Regions from separate parts of the Capsicum annuum genome. Here region 1 is linked to region 2. Evidence: chromatin contacts called from public Hi-C data. All regions are on one chromosome and are shown on one strand. The core of a region is the stretch at or near the end of the contact, and the rest is flanking DNA. Distances in the headings are between cores, read along the strand shown. Region 1 overlaps LOC107872900 (a long non-coding RNA gene). Region 2 has its middle 56 kb from the start of LOC107874043.

Region 1 (2,700 bases), core at 96-2,595, 160 kb after region 2:
CTCTCTAATAGAAGTTCGATTTTAATTTGTCAAAAGGGTAAGATAAAAGACTTTATTTTCTTGTGTTTTCTTTGAGATATCTTGCTTTTCGGAGCATTTTAGATTATTTTCTATTTTTTCCAACATTAATAGCATCAGTTTCTCTTTTATCAGGTTCTAATCCTTACCCTTTTCTTTACATGTACCACTTGCCTCGAGTCCAAAAATGGATTCAATCTCGCTTTGCGTTTCTTCATGGGCCATTGGGGCCCACCATTTCTATCAAATTAACTCCGAGAGTCAATTGCATGGCATATGGATACAAGAAGATGGAAGGATGCGCCTGAAGTATGTATTTAAATTGTTGTTTTTTGCTGTTTAAGTTTGGTCTTTGAGACAATATCATGTCATCGAGATTATCGGGCATCATTGCACACCAACAAAATTTATTTGAAAAAGGTAAAACACTCGTCATTCGATACTTTTCCTCCATGTTCATATGTAAGCTTTACCTAATCAGACTTTTTTATATTTGATCTCAAGAAATTACTAAATGCTGTGGCTGAGGAATTAAAGCCAATAGTTCAACAGAAACTTGAGCAGCTAAACAGAAAAAGCACATATCATGTGCATCATCAAAATAATCTTTTAGGATTCTCAGGGGAATTTTCTCTTGCCAATAAGCAAAGCTTTAAGGCTTGGGGGACAAATTAGGTATGCATCATGTAAGTATTAGCTCTTAGGTGTCATTCAAGTGTTCTTCTTTGGTTGCGTTGAATTTGGTTGTAATGCGTGCAAGTTTGGTTTTGTGGGTTCTATTTATGTTTCGTTTTTTCTTGAAAGTGTATGGCTACTGGTGTCAAGTGCTCCATGCACACTGTATATATAATTATAATCACCAAAAATCAAGAGATGCATTGAAGATGTTAAGAAACTGTTTGTTAAAGCTTAGCAAAGTGATAATTGCAATTCCACGAACCCTTCTCCACTTAAAATATTGAGATTATGGTGTGTTAGATTGCCTTAGAAGAGATTATGTAATGGGTGAAAGGTGAAAGGTGGTAAAAAAAACACTAGATTAATGGGTAGTTGGAATGTTTACAGCTTGTATTAATGGTCTATTCTGATGGATGTTGTTTCTGCATTTCACAGATAGCAGCACCTGTTCGAGAATTTGGGTCTCAAGTTCCAACAACCACACAATTTTTGCTTGTGAAACCAGTAGATGAGCATATCCGCCGTTTGTAAGTCTCTTTAATAAGGACTACTCTGTAAAGGACATCATCATGGTTGACCATATGAGGAAGATGAAGAACAACGCCATTGTCTGCAATGTTGGTCACTTGACAGCGAAATCGACATGCATGGTCTTGAGACCTTTCCTGGTGTGAAGAGGATCTCAATCAAACCTCAAACCTACAGATGGGTCTTCCCAGACACCAACAATGGCATCGTTGTCTTGGCCGAGGGTCATCTCATGAACTTGGGATGTGCCACCGGACACCCCAGTTTTGGTGGTGATGCGGCTAGTAGACCTGTTTCTCCCATGGATGCAAGGAAATCACATGATGATAATGATCCTAATGACATTCTTTGATTTCGTTGTATTTGTGTTGGATATTCAATTATGATGATGTAATTGTGTGGTTGGAGTGGATCTTAGAATATTGAAGTTTTTGTGTATAAATTTGATTTTAGAGTTTGAAGATACTAGTTAATGTTGAAAATTTGGAGTTTGAAAATGTTAATGTTAAAAATTTAATTTTGAAGTTTAATGATCAATGTACTTTTGATATGTTTGTCAATTACAATGTTTAAAGGAATAATTAAATTTGAGCTAAAATTAAAATTTATAATTCGTTATTGAAAATTGATGGGCTCTATAAATTTTAAAACAAAAATAGTTGCGGAGGTTTTAACCCCCGCTAGTTTTAAATAAAAATTTATTATAAAAAAATAAATTTAGAATAACGGGGGTTAATAACCGCCGCAAATTAATTACGGGGGTTGTAACCGCCGCAAAATAACCCTCGCAAATTAATTATGGAGGTCGAAAAAAAATCGCCTCAAAATGTTTGTGACGGCTCATATTTTGGGGATTTTGGAAACCGCTGAAATTATATTTTGCAGGATTTTAAAACCCCTACAAACCGTAAAATTAACCCCCGTAATTTGATCAGTTTTTTGTAGTGACTCTTCCTAACTCCCACAAGGTCAAAGTTACTCATTCAGGATCTGTTTCTCTCCTTCATAATTTAACTCTATAAAATACTTCATATATTCCATCTTTTAGGTTCAATCTAATTTCTATTCATAAGTTGTGTAAATAACTTCAGAAATTTATTCTTTTCTCCCTTAAGACTTGTTTCATGTTACAGGATCCTTCACTGAATAGCCTTGAGGTGCTTGGTAGAGAGTAAGAAGATCTATATATTCTCAAATTAAGTCATCTAAAAGTTTCTACAAAGAGCTTATCTAGTTTTAATTATCAGTCTTTTCTTTTTTAGTTTTTTGGGAGATAAATTTTCTTCTTGTTCAAATTATTTAATTTCAATATAAAGGAAAACTATTGCACTATTGGTTAAGGTATATGTCAAAAAATAATATGAATAAAGTTTTTTCAAATTTTGCATCTTGTTCAAATTTTTCTTCTCCTTGTGTTAATTGTCTCATGTTAAGACAATCTGAGCTATCTTTTTCTTCTATTTCAACTAAATCTAT
Region 2 (2,700 bases), core at 66-2,565:
CTTTGAAGAGTATAAATTGTATAATAAAAATTGTGCTTGCAAGAATGTACTTTCATTGCCGTTAATGTTCTGGCTGGTATTTGGTTATGTATTTAGCAAGCTAATATCTTTGTGTTGTTCTTGTCCAGGATACTGGTATAGACTAAGATAAACTCAAAGAGGGGACTCTTGTTTATTGAGAGCGAAGATTATGGCATCCTTTAAAAATGAAGAAGGTGGTGCTCAGGATGCAGCAGAACGGATTAAAGCTGCAGCCCTGTCAGCTGCTAAGAGTTTGAGTCGTGCTCAAGCTGAGCGTGCTGCTGCTAGAAATGTCAATGCATATGGCCAGAAGGAAGAAGGACCCAGTCGATGGCAGGAAAGAAAAGAAGCTAAGAGGCAGATGTATTTAATGAGTACTGAGAAACAGGTGAGACTGGGTGAAAGGAAAGACAAGGTTTCAGGTTCCACGCTTGGTGCTGCGTCACAATGTCAAAAATGTTTCCAGACAGGGCACTGGACTTATGAGTGCAAGAATGAGAGGGTGTGTATATATCACGACCATCTCGTACGCAGCAGCTGAAAAATCCGAAGTTGAGGATGAAAGTATCAATATCTTATGATCTAGAAAACCCAGATATTGAGAAGGAGATGAAGAGTGAAAAATCTGTTAAGAAGAGTAAGAGGAAGCATAATTCAGATACAGAGTCAGGGAGTGATAGTGAGGCTTCAGTGTTCGAATCTGACAGTGAGGCATCATTAGTCATACGGTCAGATTATTCTTCTGGGAGTGACTCAAGCTATAGTTCAACTGATTCAGAGGAAGAGGAGGAGGAGGAAGAGTCAGAAAAAGAAGCAGTAGCAGAAGATGAGAAGACACCGGAAATACAGCTCAACATCTGAGTCCTCTGATTCATACACAGATTCTGAGTCTGATGCTGAAGAGCGGACTAGCCGTAAGAAGAGCTGCAAGAGGCATAGCAGAAAGCGGTGAAGAATTGAACAAGAATGCTGTAGTATGAAATAGTGGTGAATATTGTCCGCATTCTTTTTACCTCAAAAAGGAGGTAGGAAAATGACTGCTTTCTTGTTTTCAAAGGATCACCTTTCAAAATTGTTTGCATTTTTCCCTCTTGCCTTTTTCTTTCTTCCAACCTGAAAAGGGTAAATGGAAAAACAAGTTGGGATTATATTGTTTGTTTCTCATGTAAAGTCGTTTTGGTTGTTTATTTTCTTGCAGTGTGGGTCTGGAAGATCAGTTGCTCCCATCAAGGCTGGTTCTGTTGCTCGTGTTGGCCGTCGTAAAGATGGGACCTGATTTGGCTTGGGGGGTGTTAGTTGGACAATATTTTCTCATAGAAGAGTATGTAGGAGTTTTGTATGTTTTGTTTTCTGTTTAACCTGGGGAACATATCGACATTTGGTGGTGCTACGCTTGTGAAGAGAGCCAGTTAAGATTTAACTTTGATATGCTGTTATCTTTGTATTTCTATAGATCTGGCTATACTTTTGTTTTCGGTCTGTTCTCTGCATGCTGTTCTTGTTGCACATGCAGGGGCTGAAAGTGGTTATAGTCTCTCTCGTGAGACAAATTAGTAGTTCTGCTAGTGAAAAATTAGTAGAGATAATAAGGATATGTTATTTTGTGCATATGCTAGTTAAGCTGGTGAATTGCAGCAGATGGCCACGAAATCTTCGAAGTGATGTGCATCCAAAGGGTCCCTTGGACATCGAAAGTTTGGATAATGAAATTGTGAAACATAAATTTGAATGGCATTAGTATGAATAAAGGATCCATGAATGAACGTAGAAAGTTTTTAACATTTTATCTCGGCTAAATCTTCAAATTCTTGCAAGAAAGAAAAATATTGTTCAAGTAACATTGTTAGATTTTGGTACGACATAATTTATAACACAAATCCGAAGGATTAGACTTATTTACCTTATCTCTCATCTTTCTAATTTATTTGTTCTCTTCCGATTAATATATATAGCGTAGCCATTATATATATAAAGATGCTATATATATAATGATATAGATGCTATGTATATGAAAATCTTCTGCCAACGTTTTAGTAGAAGATAACAAATTTTTCCTTATATTTAAGACACAATTAATGCTGCAACATTAATAATGAATTATTGCATCCCTTAATTTGTGTAACAGCTATACTACGTCAAATTTTGAAAAACAACAATACATAAAAAGAAAATTAATCACAAACAATCTAATCACTGATTTTGATCTCTTGAAAAAAAAATTGATTTTATTTGTATTAAACAAGATGAATATTGCAATTCTTTTAAGGCACTCCGGTGAATGAAAAAACGAAATAGAATATAGATTCATTGTATGTGTCGGAGTTTGAAGTTAAACATTTGATTTGTGATAACAATCGTATTGACGTGAAGGTGAAACAGATGTATAAGGATAAATCGACGCTTGTTTCAGTGATGTCTAAATATGTGGTGTCTCATGATTATAATTACAGAGCAAAACATTCAGACAAAAGGAGGTATTTATTTTAGTTATGTTACGATATATTTTTACTTAATTTTTGATTGTTAATCGTTCAACTTTAACTACAGTATAATGTTGCGTGAATTTTGTCTTGATGTTAAAGTTGTTTTACGAAGATTGTTATAGCGTTGAACACATGAGATTGTCTGTTTCTTTGTGTTGGAATAATGTCAGGCATAATGTTGTGATTTACTGTGTTG

Evidence for each region. A called contact is a pair of places that touch in the nucleus more often than the background predicts.
Region 1: a Hi-C map of leaf shows a contact between it and region 2, with 3 times the contacts expected there. The contact joins two enhancer-like sites. A contact is called at or near these places in 2 of 5 Hi-C or Micro-C datasets (leaf and placenta).

The regions. Positions count from the first base shown.
Region 1 is chr6:182,725,891-182,728,590 of UCD10Xv1.1, forward strand. It overlaps LOC107872900 (a long non-coding RNA gene), which reads left to right. Exons shown (of 3, transcript XR_001675018.2): 1 at 1-438; 2 at 523-693; 3 at 1,132-1,754. Among protein-coding and RNA genes, the nearest start is that of LOC107872900, 3.1 kb to the left of the region's middle. Within about 2 kb of position 1,346, at least 1 of the 5 cell types and tissues checked has an H3K27ac peak or open chromatin away from gene starts, as enhancers often do. A contact at or near this core is called in leaf, where this site is marked.
Region 2 is chr6:182,570,131-182,572,830 of UCD10Xv1.1, forward strand. It overlaps the pseudogene LOC107872901. Among protein-coding and RNA genes, the nearest start is that of LOC107874043, 56 kb to the left of the region's middle. Within about 2 kb of position 1,316, at least 2 of the 5 cell types and tissues checked have an H3K27ac peak or open chromatin away from gene starts, as enhancers often do. A contact at or near this core is called in leaf, where this site is marked.